Regions from separate parts of the Mus musculus genome. Here region 1 is linked to region 2. The links are chromatin contacts, called in public Hi-C maps. All regions are on one chromosome and are shown on one strand. Each heading gives the region's core, a stretch centred on a gene start, on an enhancer-like site or on the middle of the called end of the contact. The rest is flanking DNA. Distances are from core to core; before and after follow the strand shown.

Region 1 (7,069 bases), core at 1,238-3,737, 180 kb after region 2:
TGAACAAAGGGGAAAGAGTAGTCTTAAGGTTATAGGTGCTTTAAAGACATCTTCCTTCAGCGCCATTCCATGTGAGAGTGAGCAGGCCTTCTTCATGCCAGGACATCTCATGGGACTCACCTTTGTTGTTAGTAACCTTTGCAAGCACTGAGACCTGAAGGGGATGTGTGAATGGTTGTTTACTTTCCATACGATATTCCAGGAATTCTGGCATCCAACAAACATCATTTTCCTCAAAATTGAATAAAGGAAAAGAACATTTTACAGAAAAAAAGAAAAACCTGATAGTGAGATAGGGGAAATTGTATACATGTGTTAGAGCCACAGTAGTAAGTTTATCATAAGAATAATTAAGATATTTAAGGAATCAACATGCTAATCAGTCAGAAGAGAACACTAGTGCAAAGAGGGAGGCAGGAAGTACATGCTAGATGTCCCTGTAATGGCATAGGAACCCGGTGTGACTTCCTTTGCTTTACCACCGAGAAGCAGGTTCCATTAATTTTAAAGGTTACTTATGATCACATGGCAGAGAAGAGATCTCAACAGGTGTCTGTAGGGTTTCAGCTCTGAGCTCTTTGTGACAACAGAAGACATTTGACAATGCCAATTCTGTAAGCTAATATTTATCAAACAGTTTTTGAGTGCTGGACTCGCCTGTTGAGATTTTACTTGCATCTAATGATTTTATCTGCTGTTTATGTTGTTGCTGCTTATGTTTACTTTGTTTTTGTTGTGGTTTGAATGATGAATGTTGGCCTTAGTTTCATGTATTTAAATACTTGGTATCCAGTTGCTCTTTCTGCTGCTAGTGCTGCTACTTAAGGAGGGTATGGTACTTTCAGCACTTATGGAGTGCTGAGGGAGCCTTAATGGAGGAAGTGAATCATTCAGAGTGAGCTTTGTATGTATATAGCTAAAGACAGTTTTAGTTTATTCTTTTTTATTTAAATTATTTTATTTATTTATATTCCAGTAGCTGCTCCCCTCCCTCCACCTGCCACAGTTCCTCATCTTATTCCTCCTCCCCCTTGCCTCAGAGAAGCAAGTTGCTCCCCCACTACCAGGCCTCCTCCTTCCCTGGGGCCTCAAGGCTCTCAAGGATTAAGTGACCTTCTCCCACTGAGGCCAGATCAGGTAGACCTCTGCTGTATATGTGACAGGGGCCTCAGATCAGCCCATGTATGCTGTCTGGTTTGTGACTCAGTCTCTGGGAACTCCCAGGGATCTGGGTTAGTTGAGATAGCTGATCTTCTGATTCCTTGGATATGTGTGTGTGTGTGTGTGTGTGTATGACCTTAGCTAAAATGCCCAACAATGGGGAAAGAGACCACCTCCAGTAGATAGACAGAATCTCAAATAGAGGGAAAGGGTTACTAACCCACAGTCAAAATTCCTGAACCAGAATTGCTCCTGCCTATTTGATTCTTTTTTTTTTTTTAAGACAATAGATTTATTCTGGGCATAATCTTAACATAAAGTATAGCTTCTCAAAATTCATATGCCATGGGATAAAATTTTAAGGATTTCCATTCTATGCAAACACCTAGCTTTAATCACTGAAAAGGTAAAATGAAAACTGTTTTAGTCCAGTCTATTCTGCAAAAACAATGATAAGCATTTTAAAAGTGGTCTACAAAAATACAAAAACATCCATGAATACCTGATTTTTGTAGGGTCTGCTTTTGAAAATTAGTTTTGCATTAGTGTTTAATATAGTATTTGATAAAGAAAAATGTATAATATTTGTTGTGGCTCTATTTTGAGACAGAATTTCACTATGTTTCTTTGACTGGGTTGGAACTCTAGAATTTGTGTTTTCCCTAAGCTTTTTGAAACATGGGACTATGGGGACCCAACAGAGATACAATTCTACCCATGTCATTGCTGTACCAAAGAATCCTTAGAGAAATGAAAAAACAAAAAAAATCAAAAAAAAAAAAAAAAAAACCCTCAAGGTGGATTTGCTAGAATCCTAAGAAGGGTGTCTCTCAGTGAAGCTAATTAGGAGGCAGTGGCTTTCTGTTATTCTAAGTGCAAAAGTTTGTAAGAATAGAGCTTGAGCCAAATAGGAAGCTTCGAGTTCATTGCGCAAGAGTGGTCATAAGGATCAGAGAGTTAAGACTATAGGGACAATTACTTAACTAACAGCATACTCAGCTAACATGGAGCCTTGGGTAGGATAGGTGTCTTCCTCAAATGCTGTTCCATTCCCAGCTAGGCATCTGCTTTGGTGGGAGAGCCAGTGGAGGAGAGTTCCCACCTGATGTACAAATGGGGGCAGAGTGGGCAAGGAGGAGGACATGACTTCGATCCTCTGGGCACTGTGAGCTCCTACTGCTCCCGAGAGGGGACTTCCAGCTTTCTTACTTTCCCAATAGTGACTCGCTATTCATGGACAAAAGCATGAGTCAGCATGTCTGTGTCTTGCCAGACGATTTCTGTGTTTATACATCCATATGCTGTAGTGCCTCTCTGTAACTCAGCTCATCTCTCAGCCCTCAGCCACAAGGATCCTGAACAGAGCCCTCCTCCTCTCTCTGCTCCTGAGTACAGATCCATCTTCCTCTGAGAGAGCCACGCAGCTCCAAATACAATTGATTCTAAGAGAAAATTGCCCACCTTTTAGAGTAAATAAAGTTGAGAACGGGGCTGAGCAACTTCATTTCCACTTCCTAGCAGAGCGACTGAAGGCTGAGCTTCCTTCGACTTCAATTGCTCTCCTGAGAAAGTTTTTATTTAGCTTAACAGAAGAAAGCACAGTTTCTAGACCATAGAGGAGGAAAAAAAAAAAAAAAAAAAAAAAAAAGAACATTTCAACTTTGAATTAAAATCTCTCTCTCTCTCTCTCTCTCTCTCTCTCTCTCTCTCTGTCTGTCTTCCTGTTTCTGTCTCTGCCATACTCTTTCCCTGCCTTTCCTTGTATTATTACCAATAGTCAATTATAGCATTATGAACTGTCAACATAATAGATAGAAGTGTGCCATATAAATGACAAGAGAAAAGAATAGGGACAGAACGAAAGGCTCTGAAATATCTCTCTGAAGGCACGTTTGTAAATGACAGAGGAAGCGTTCACAGAGAAGATGGCAGACAAAACCCCAGGACCCTGTGAGGTAAAGACTGCACCTTATTTTCTGTAGAAACTGATGTTTGTGCGCCAGTGAGCAAAGAGGCTAACAAAAAGACACATTGAGTAATGGCCCTCAGATGTCTGTCCTTTGTGTGGCACATGTTGGATGTTACATAAAGCGCTCCTCCCTTTGCCCTCCTACAGGCTTGATATTTCTTTCTTTCTTTTCTTTTCCCTTTTCAAGGATTAAAGGAGACCATCCTACGTGGAGCTGTCAGGCATCAGTCAATGTGGGTTGAAATTAACCACAGAGAGTGACGCCCAACTGGGTTTAATCTGAAGGGAAAACGAAGACACTGTACTCACAAGAAGTTTAAATAATAGCATCTACATTATTTATATCCCCAGGCTTTAATCCAAATAACCAATGGAACAAGAAAAATAAAAAGAATAAAAGGTTGTACACAGTGTTTTGTGCAGTATAGGTGTCTCAAACTAATGAGCCTTCTGGATCCTCGTGCGCTTCTGAATATCACCAGGGGTGATTATAGCTTGCAAAAAAATAGACCAAAAAAAGGCATGCCTTCCTATGTCTTGGGCTGTAATTAAAGCCACAAGCCATCAGAAAGCAAAGAGGCCAGCTGCAGCCTTAAAACCTTTAGCACCCTGGCATTAAAAATAGATTACAGCACAAAATATGTACCCAAAATAATACCAATAAAAAATTTGCACATTTGATTACTATAATTGATTTTTTTCCTTCTAGATATGAATAAATGACCCAGGCTAAATGCCAGTTCCTTGCAAAGAATTTCATTTAAGCTTCACTGAATTGAAAAGGCTCAACCAGACTCAACATTTCCAACTTCCTAGCAAGTAGCAGAAAATCTACCTGACAGTTGCTATGGAAACACGAACAGGAAGAGTGAACCACCAGCCTATAAATCCACAGAGAAACCTTTCTTAATTGGAAGGCCTTTAACCCACACATTTTTCTCATAGCTGCAGAGCTTATTTCTAAAGAGATTATTAAATTCCTCAATTGACTTATGAAGGATGCTTCCCACTATATTACTGTGCTTTGGGTTGCTCATTCTTTATATCTGTTTCCAAAATTACAAAGCAGACCAGGGATAATAAAAGTTAACACAGATGTTTCAACGAAAAATCCATACGATGTTCCGAAAATAACTTCAGAGGCAACTCTGAACACAAAGGAGTCCTGCATGGGTACCAAGATGGGTTGCTGCATTTTGTTTCCAAACCATATGTAAGACACTGAAGGTTTTCAATCCTGCCTGCATCTGCCATGTTACCATAAAAGAAAAATCCTGGTCACACATCGTGATGTTGAAGAAAGCTGCCTGAATTGCAGAAACGAATAAATGAGGTTATGGGATGGGCTACTTTTATACTCACTCCTGACATTTTAGAAAGTTGCTCCTTAGCAGGAATTAGCAAATGCTACTAGCATGTGACTGACCCAAAGAAGAAGCACACAAGTACCACCTAATGTCTCCATGAATTTTAATTGTACTGGCATAGTTTAGTTAATCCATTATGTGATGGAGTTTTTAATATGATATATAGGAGAGGGCAGAGTTATAAGAGAAAACATAGACTATACATACCTGATCAAATCCACACAGGTCCTCCCTGATTTTGTAAGCAGTGTCCCTCCTCCCAGTTCTATTGCTTTCAAGTTGTATCCCGGAGGGGTCCTTAGGTATCTTTATTAATGGCTTTCTTTTCCTGTTGGATTCTCTTCCTAATTACTCCATTTATGTCTTTATTTAGTTTTGTCTCATCACTAGCATTTGTTTCTGCTGTGGTGGTGCTGGAGAGGTGGCTAAGTGGGTAGGCAGGAGCCACCCGCAAGTACAAGGACCCGAGTTCAAATTAGGAAACAACAATGTAGAGATCTGAGCAGAGCAACAAAGAAATCTATAAGTCCCCTGCTCTAGGGTGTGGTCTAGCTTCTCCTGGGGTCTGTTGTCTACCAGTGTAGCTCCAGGCTAAGTGTGAGATGAGTGATAAAGACTAACACTGAAGTCCTCCTTGGACTTCCATTAGTGCAAGGGCACATGCATGTGTATATTCATCACAATTAGAGTGCACACACACACACACACACACACACACACATGACCTCTTCTGGTCTTGAAAATATAATCCAACAAAAGCTATTGATCCCATATTCTATTACTTTTCCCTGATCCCTCTTTCAAGGCTTTCTCCTGTCTGTATCTGTATAAATTTGTTCTTTAGGCCTTTGTTAGTTTATGTCTTTATCTCTTTTCCTGTTCTTGGAAGGTGACTCCCATTCTTGTCCTCACACGTGGGCTCTCTAGGTGCTGACTTCCCATCTGGTGAACACTCCTGTATTCTTTCTTATGTCTTTCCCTGTATACCATAAGACTCATTTCTGGCTTTCCTTTCTCCTCTGTCTACATTATATTTCTGTTATATCTGTTGTAAACTTTCCCCCTTATTTAATGGCTTCCATTAGCCTGTGGTACAGTAATGAGTTACAAATATTTATTGTAACCTAATTTGGAAAAGAGGGACTTAAAAATTATCTACAAGCCTAGAGAGACAGCTGAATGGTTGAGAGCATTGGTTGTTCCTCAGGAGTTCTAGACTGATTTGCAGTACCTACACACAGTGACTCATAGCTACCTCTGACTCCAGTTTTGAGGGACCTGGCACCCTCTTCTAGTCTTTTTGGAAACACACACACACACACACACACACACACACAAATCATAAAAATATATTCACATGCTATTTGAAACTTTAGGAAGAATACTTAGGGTTAAGAATATATCTACCTGTGGAGGCTTGATGCCCCAGAGAAGGGAGATGCTAGAGTGAGGTTAGAGTGAATGGGTTGGTGGGAGAAGCATCCTCTTAGAGTCAAAAGGGAGGGAGAATGGGGTGGGGGGGACATGGTGATGGGACAGGGAAAGGGAGACAGGAAAAGGGGAGGCAACATTTGAAATATAAATAAATATAATAATTAAAAAAAGAACCAGCAAAAGAAAAAAATAGAATACATCCAAGGGGCAGAGAGATGGCTCATTTGTTGGGAGCACTTGTGGCTCTTGCAGAAGTGTGTGGGTCCCCAGTACCTTCATGGTAGCTAACAACCCTCTGTAACTTCAGTACCAGGTGGTCCAATGTCCTTTTCAGGACTTTGCATGTAACAGGCATGCATGGAGTACACTTACATACATGCAGGCAAAATACAAATATTCAGAAGGTAAACATTAACACATCTTTTTAAAATGCACCCGATTCACTATCTCTCCTTACTGGGAAAGGTGGTATGTGTTTGAGACAGCTTATGGACAATCGCCGTGAACATGATCATTCTCTTCTTAAGGACTTCCTCTGCATTTGCCTACTACTTATTCCTTATGCACAGTTGAATCACCAGCTTCATAAAGAAATTCTGCTTATTAACCTTATGAGAGTGTCCAGGACTGTTAGGACATTTTACAGTTCTGTTGGATGACATGGAATTTTCAAGAAATATAATGAGGGTTATTAAAACATTAACAACATTAACAACAAAACTTGGAATTAAGAAAGTCTCATGGAAGGTTTAGGGTAAGTGCATGCTACTATAGGCTCATCAACATAGACAATATTTTCTCAGTATTCATAGTGAAATTGCTTCCTTCTGATAAACATATCTGATGTCTATTTCATTGCTGGAGCTGTGTGTTTAACACCAAAGCTTTCCACTGGTTAATGGACTCAGGTGATTGGCTTAGGATGTGCTCAGAGGCCCTCCATGGCATCTCTACTGTGAGGCAAGGCCAATCATTATTTGGACAAAAAATGTGCTAAAGCTTGCAAGTGAGGGACAAGAATCTCGAGGACAGAAATATGGGCTTGCACCCAGCTGTTGCTGTTGTGGTTGCCACTGCTGCTGCAGGAACCGCTATGCTGCATAGTTACTGCCATGAGTATCTGGGCAAAGCATAGAAG
Region 2 (7,378 bases), core at 3,211-5,710:
GTCTTGCCTACTCTGCTTTGGGTCTAGGCTTCCCATCTCTAACTCATTGGGCCTGTCCCATAGTAGAGGCGACCCTGGTTTCTCCTCTAAGGGCCCAAATTCTTGTTTCCAGCCATTTCTTACTCCATGTTGCCCACATTTGTCTGCCACTGTTTTCTATTTAGTCATTTGAAATCTTCCCTCTGTTTTAAGAACACGTTTAACAGGAACTCGAATTCCACAAGCTACTTTTGTATGACATGGTGCCATGACTTTTGTCAGTTCCTGATTTGAAACCATCCAGCTTGACTAAGTAGTTACTAATCTGTTTGGTTTTCATCGAAACGCCCCCCCCCCCCATGTGCTCATTACTGTGGTTTATATTCAGCTTCTGATGAGAGCTAACCATTTTTGTGAAGCCTAGAGCATAATAGGTATTAAAAGCTCAAGCCTTCTGATGCATCTGCTATTTGTTTTCCCTCCCTCCTAATTAGTGGGTCCACATTCTCTTTTGTCTTGTTCCTAATGTATTTGTGAAATATTGCCGGGCTGCCCTTTGTTTCTCTCACTGGTTGCATCTCATATTGTGCTCTGGCTTTCCGGCTGCTGTTCTCATATTACACATGCCCTCTTCTCTTACCCTTGCCTTCAGCTCGTGGCCCCATTTTCCCTTTGCACGTCATTTCATCCTGGCAGCTTAAAGTGCAGCATGGGCTTTGCTCTCCATAGAATGACTAGGACAGAGAAGGCTCGAGGACGTGCTCCTAAGCATTGAGGGAATAGGAATTTTTCTGCTCTTCTAGTACTTGCACAAAATATTTCTGTGCTTTCTGGCTAAAGGTCTATTGACACCTACCCAATAGCCTGGGAAGCTTGTCATGGTGCCAGGTCATGCATGGTCTGGATAATCTCAGGTAGGCAGTGACTTCAGTAGGCATTATACAAGATGTCAGCTATGAAAAGCTCATTTGTACGGCTCTTCTTGCCCTTTCTTGTTCCCGTGAAAACTGATAGAAACTTTACATTTATCCATATTTACATTTAACAAATGTCGGAATTACACTGCTGATCATCACATGTTCTGTGATGTGAACAAATGACATTGAGCTCAATCATCTATCTCAGTCACTGCTGGGTAAGATGAAGGAGTGAAAGATTTAGCAGCTTCAGATTCTAAGAAAAGAATTGAACACTCTCCGAATGTTTACTCTGATGGCTATTCTTGGTTTTCAATTTGATTACATCTGGAATGAACTACAATCCAGAATTGGAGAGCACACCTATGATCCAGATCTTGAGGCTTCTGATCCGGACCTTGACATGGGGATCTTGACGCATAGTTATTATGAAAAATTTAGGCCCAGGCAAGGTAGTCCACACCTTAAATCCTAGTAGACCGAGGCGAGTAGATTTCTGAGTTCAAGGTCAACCTGGGACAAAGCAAATTCTAGATTCATGGTGGCATGCCTTTGATCTGAGCCATGAGTTCCACTGAAGGCCTACATAAGGACATTGGAACGAGGAAGACTTGCTCTTCTTGCATTTACTTGCCAGCACATCTGTTGGAGCCTACCTCTTCAGGATTCCAGCTTATACAGAAGACCAGCTGAGACAACTGGCCTCATCAACGGTGCAACTACCAAACTTTTGGATTTCCCATCCACAGCTACCCATTGTTGAGTTAGTTGAATTACAGACCGTAAGTCATTACAATAAATTCCTTTAATATATAGAGACATTACACAGGTTCTGTGATTCCAGAGAACCCTGACTGATACATTTACTTTGTTTGTTTCTGCTTTGGCTTACAGTTCTAAGATACATGACCTGTCATGGCAGGGAAAGCGTGGAATCAGTAGCATGGAGTGGTTTGGTTGAATTTTGTCTATAGTCAGGAAGGAGAGGGGACAGGAAGTAAGGCCAGCCCAAGAAACTCCGAACTCCACCCCTAGTGATCTATTTTGTTCAACTAGGTCTCAGGATTACTCCCAGCTCGGAACTGGATATTCTAATACAAGAGTCTATGGTGTCAGAAATTGTGATGTAGATTTCATTGGCTTGTAGTAAATAGAGGTATGAGGGCAGCCATACTCCCACTCTGATGGAGCAACTAGAGGATCTGAACTGCTATAAATGCAACAATTTACTTCCACTGGACTGTGGGACTGTCTCTGGTGCTTTGCAACTAACTAAGAAGGCAGAACCTCTTTCCTGTATCCTTGTCCTGTGTGTGTCTCTCGAATGGTACTTTATGGTTCAGCCCAAGTGAGGGAAGTTTTAAGCAGGTCTGACTTACCATTCTCATTAGTCTTAAAACCTGGGGCAAGCCTTGTGGTCTGGAGCAGCCCAGCATCTGGGAGGTGGCCTATTTATAAGCAGAACAGCCTGAAATTCTTCATCTATGAGAAGACCTTTGTGAGGAAAATGGGAACTGACAGGAACATTTGAGGCATTCTTTAATTCTCAGCACTTTGCTTTCATGGGATACATCTGTCAGGACTGTTTTCCTTTTTCTTTTTCTACCACTAGGAAGTCAAATTAGCTGTTGACTTGTGAAGTTCCAAAACTTCTGTAATGCTAACCTAAACCGTAATAATATAGACACATCTTACACTCTATAAGAAATACTGCCAGAAAGAATGTCATGGGTCATTTCTGTTCTGAAAATTCAGATGCGTTCACTTTGTGAATTTATTTTACTGGTTTAGCCCTAATATTAGGTGACAGTAATTTACATAAAAGATTTTCCCCAAGCATTCGTGTATCTGTATTGTAATCAAACTTCTGAGTGAAGACCTTCGAAAAGCAGTTACTTCCAGATTTCAGACCAGAATTTCTTTTATGTACAAAGATCAGGCCCCATATAAACACAGAAAATGCCAATGATGACTCAAAGACTTTTTTTTCTTTGAAATATATATCCTATTCTAAGCTCAGTGTTTATTTAAAGCCCCTAAATCCATGTCAGATTGTCCCTACATTGTTGTTGATGTCAAGCTTCAGTTCACCCTATATTCTTATGCTATATTATTATTTTATATTATGATGTCTCTGATTCATCCTTTCCTTACTGCTTTAGTCTGACTCCTGACAAATATTTGTCTATTTAAATTTTTTTGTGTTATTTGTTTCCTGTGCTCAGCACCTAGCAACAGATCACACACACACACATACACACACACACACACACACACACACACACACACACACACACACACACACACACACATCTATCTATCTATCTATCTATCTATCTATCTATCTATCTATCTATCTATCTATCTATCATCTATCTATCTACTGGATTGCTACTGTGTTATAGATAAGCTGCTTCTCCTGTCTATAAGAACTCTGGACAGCTCTATCTATCTATCTATCTATCTATCTATCTATCTATCTATCTATCTGATTATTTTATGATATATGTGGTGTGTATCTGTGTGTGTTTGTGTAAGTGTAAGTACAAGCATTCCATGGTGAATATATGGAGGTCAGAGACAACCTTGGATGTCAATCCTTTGTGTCTACCTTTTTCTAGATACGGTCTTATGTCTGTCTTATGCCACCAGGCTGGCCAGCCTATAAGCTTCTGAGCATTCTCTGTCTATCACCTCCCTGCTGGCTGTAGGGCACTGTGATGATGAATACTCACACTGCTTATCTGGTCTTTATGTGCATACTAGGGTTAGAAATTCAAGCCCCACCCACCCCATCCCCACTTGTAAGTGCTTTCCACAAAGCCACCTCCATAACATTAGAACTGATAATTTACATTGTCTTGTAGTTCATCTGTTTTTCTTCCCTTACAGCCTCTGTCACCCATTTGTTGATACTTAGAAGTGGCCTCCTGTTTTCCTAATAGGAAGCCATTTATCTTGTACCCATTTGTGCTGCAGTGTACCTACTTTGATGTTCATTAGAAGAAAATAAATGCTAATATTAAGTGCAAACATTAGCTTCTTTCAGATTCTATGCCTCAGCACTTAGTGCTTAATTAAAGATTTTACTGAATCTCCATTAGTGTTTTGCAGCCCAAGATAATAAGAGAGAATTTTTGCTCCCGTAGTGTTGGAGTTCAAAGAACTAAACCACTAAAGCCATAAACTAAAGAAACCCATGGGCAGACCCATGACCTGTCCAGAGTTCTTATAGACAGGAGAAGCAGCTTGTCTATAACACAGTGGCAATCCAGTAGGACAAAATGTGACCTTGTGCTATCTAGTGTTTACATAATTCCCCATATCAGTCTTTCCTATGCAGTTAACTACAAGTGTTGAAGAATGCTCACTATTTATCTTAAGGTCATTTTAGATCTAACACGGTGCCTGTAGAAAGCAAAATCCTTACTTCCATATCAGTAGTACCAGTGAGAGGAGAGAGAGAGAGACAGAGAATAAGCTGGTACATGAGAAGGGAGCAGCATAGGAGGGTGGTGAGAGGGAATGGGCTGGGTGCCACTCATTGCTTTGCAGCCACCTGGTCTCCTAGTGACACAAAGGAAATGCTATGCTTGGTTGGAATGTCCAAACAGCTGGGTGGGTTTCAGAGAGATCGTAGGTGGTTATGACATGGTTTGTTGCTTTTTCATTGGCAGTGAAAGCCAACCGTGCTGGGGAGGCCATTGTGTGCACACTGGAACCTGGCAGGCACAGGTGTAGGAGGCTGGAAAGCTGGAAGGGGAAATGCTGTTTTATGAAGACTTTCTAGCACATTAACCATATAATTCCTCCGCAGGATTACTGGTTCTCAGCAAAATGCAAGCATCTCCTGCACAATGGCTGTAGTAAGGGTAGCTTTTGGAAAACCTTCAGAACTCTTGTTGATTGAGCATCAGGGTGGCCTCTTGGAGCAGGTAAGACCACACTCCCACACTGCTGTCTTTGACTACCTTGTGAACACTTGTCAGTCTAAACTGCTTCGCCAAACTGAGCTAATTTCATAAGACAACTTGACATTAACTCTGGCTGATGTCTTCAATGCATTTGACTAAGGCATCAAGGCTTCAAATGTGAAATACGAGTTTTGGTGTCATCCTGAACTCCAGGAAAGAGTCACATGTCAAAACATCATACTTCCTATTTGAGTGGTTGAGCTGACCAAAGACAAGGTGATGGATAGCTGACAACCTTCCTGATCCACTTTCCCTCCCTCCCTCCCTCCCTCCCTCCCTCCCTCCCTCCCTCCCTCCCTCCCTCCCTCCCTCCCTCCCTCCCTCCCTTCCTCCCTCCCTCCCTTGCTTTTATTCCCTTATTCCTTCTCTCTATTCATTTCTTCCCTCTTTAAATTTCTTTAAATTATACTACTTATTCTCCCCTCTCCCAAGACCCCAAATTCTTATTGAAGGTAAACATGCTAAATTGGGTAAAAGTGTGAGCTCTGAGCTCAGACAGCTTGAGTCTGGCTGGAAGCTGCTGTCACTTCGGGCTTATCAGACCAGGTCTGCATTAGGAATACTTGTAGTGATGCCTTCTTGCAGTATGTGAAAGGGGTCTCAATGAAATATAATGGCAGGGCAAACAGTCAATAAATGTCAGATGTGATTGTGCTACTGGTCTTTGCTTCATGGGGGGGATAAGAATTAATCACTAACAGTTGTCGCCACGATTATTCCAGTAGCTTCGATGTTCATCACCAAATCAAGGCAAGGTGGAAGGTCATGGGGTCTCTCTCTAAGCATGCAGATGCCAGTGGTGTGGAGGAGATGGAGAGAGAAAGGAACTGTAAGGGTCAGGCCTGCTCAGTCAGGGTGAGTGAATATATCAGGAAGAGAGTGGGAGAAAGGAGAGAGAGGTAAGATTCTGATAGATGAGCAAGGTGTGCAAAGAACTAGAAAGGCTTCTTCTCCTTTCAGATCCCCCAAAGAGGTTGGGGTGGAGGTGGAGAACACAGTTCAGTGGAGATAAATTTTTTTCTGCCTTAAAAAAAATGATGCTGAATGTTTATTTTTTGCCATCTTCTTTCTCTAGATCTATGGAAATAATTTACAGAAGACCCTTGAGGGCAATTAAGCTCACAATTCCTTTGCTAGTAAAATGAGAAAAGCCAGCTCTCTGTAAATTCTGAATTCCACCATGGATGTTGCAGAAGCAGAACTAAAAACAGCTGCATTCTCTCTCTGCAGAGTCGACTAGAATTTGCTGCTCCCCTTGCTCCCAGCACAGAGCAATCAGTGCTCAGAAGTGCAGGGGTTTATGACGATGAATGTTTTATTTCTTAAAATAAACAGAAGCAATTTAGAAACACAGTTATGTATTTTACATTTATTTTTTATATAGTAAAAATACATTGGAAACTTCCCTACTGTCAAAAATCTCTACACGCACTTGTCAGAAATATCAAGATGACATGCAAGTATGGAATTCAGATTTAAATACTAGACTTCTGAGATGTATTCCATGAAGCTTCTGGTTGTTTGCTTTGCTCTGACCCCAGGATGCAGATTTTTCACTCTTGCTTCAGAATTTTAAGTCAGTTATGTTTAGTAGCTATGAACTCTAATACTTAAAACTATACCAAAATATGATTTTTTTTAACATTTTACTTTTGCTCCCCCTCTACTTTCCTCTCCACTCATTACTTTCCCTTCTTCCCCAATTTCCTTTCTTTTTCTTTTTTGGGTGACATGTTACTGTTATGTATTCCAGTCTAGATTTGAATTTGCCATCTTTCTGCCTCAGCCTCCAGAACACTGGAACTACATGTGTACACACGCTGTCAGCTACACCTGTAGCTGTAATAAAATGCTACCATCCAACGCAACATATGTAAGAGTTTTATTTTGACTTATGGTTGCAGAGGACTAGATGTCCATAATTGTGAAGAAGGCCTAGCTGCAGAGGCAGGAAGTGGAGAGATCTCATCTCAAGCACACACAGGAATATGAGAGAGTGAACTGGAAAGGGGGATGAGGTTAGAGATTTTCAATATCTACTCTCGTGACTCACTCTCTCCACCAATACTCAATGAACTAAGGGTTCCATAATCTCCCAAAATAGCACTGCCAACTGGGGACCAAGTGTTCACATGAATTTAGAGGAGTCATTCCTCTTGTAATTCACAACCACCATGCAGGGGTAGTTTTATTTTTTACCACCTAGGACATTCCCATTTCCTGATGGATTCCTTGCAGGATGTGACTTCTCCAGCTGATAACATGACTACACACTGTTTCCATGCCTTTACTATACATCCTTATTCTTGCCAGAGCTGTTATCTTCTCTGTCTATGTACTCTAAGATCCGTGGCTGTTCAGACATACCATTATTCCATTGATAGCCAAGCAGGAGTACCTGACATCAGTTAGAATGCTTCTCCACTTCAGAGATGCTCAAAGAGAATAAGAATGATACAATGGATACTTATACATATACTAAAATTGGAACAATACAGAGATTAGCAT

What was found. Hi-C and Micro-C count contacts between places; a contact is called where the count stands out from the background.
Region 1: a contact with region 2 is called in a Hi-C map of cerebral cortex, with 2.5 times the contacts expected there. The contact joins two enhancer-like sites.

What each region holds. Positions count from the first base shown.
Region 1 is chr2:7,527,399-7,534,467 of GRCm38.p6, forward strand. No RefSeq gene overlaps it. Among named protein-coding and RNA genes, the nearest start is that of 5031426D15Rik, 600 kb to the left of the region's middle. Within about 2 kb of position 2,488, at least 30 of the 459 cell types and tissues checked have an H3K27ac peak or open chromatin away from gene starts, as enhancers often do. A contact at or near this core is called in cerebral cortex, where this site is marked.
Region 2 is chr2:7,342,766-7,350,143 of GRCm38.p6, forward strand. It overlaps a transcript of Celf2 not described here and the pseudogene Gm24340. Among named protein-coding and RNA genes, the nearest start is that of 5031426D15Rik, 420 kb to the left of the region's middle. Within about 2 kb of position 4,461, at least 14 of the 459 cell types and tissues checked have an H3K27ac peak or open chromatin away from gene starts, as enhancers often do. A contact at or near this core is called in cerebral cortex, where this site is marked.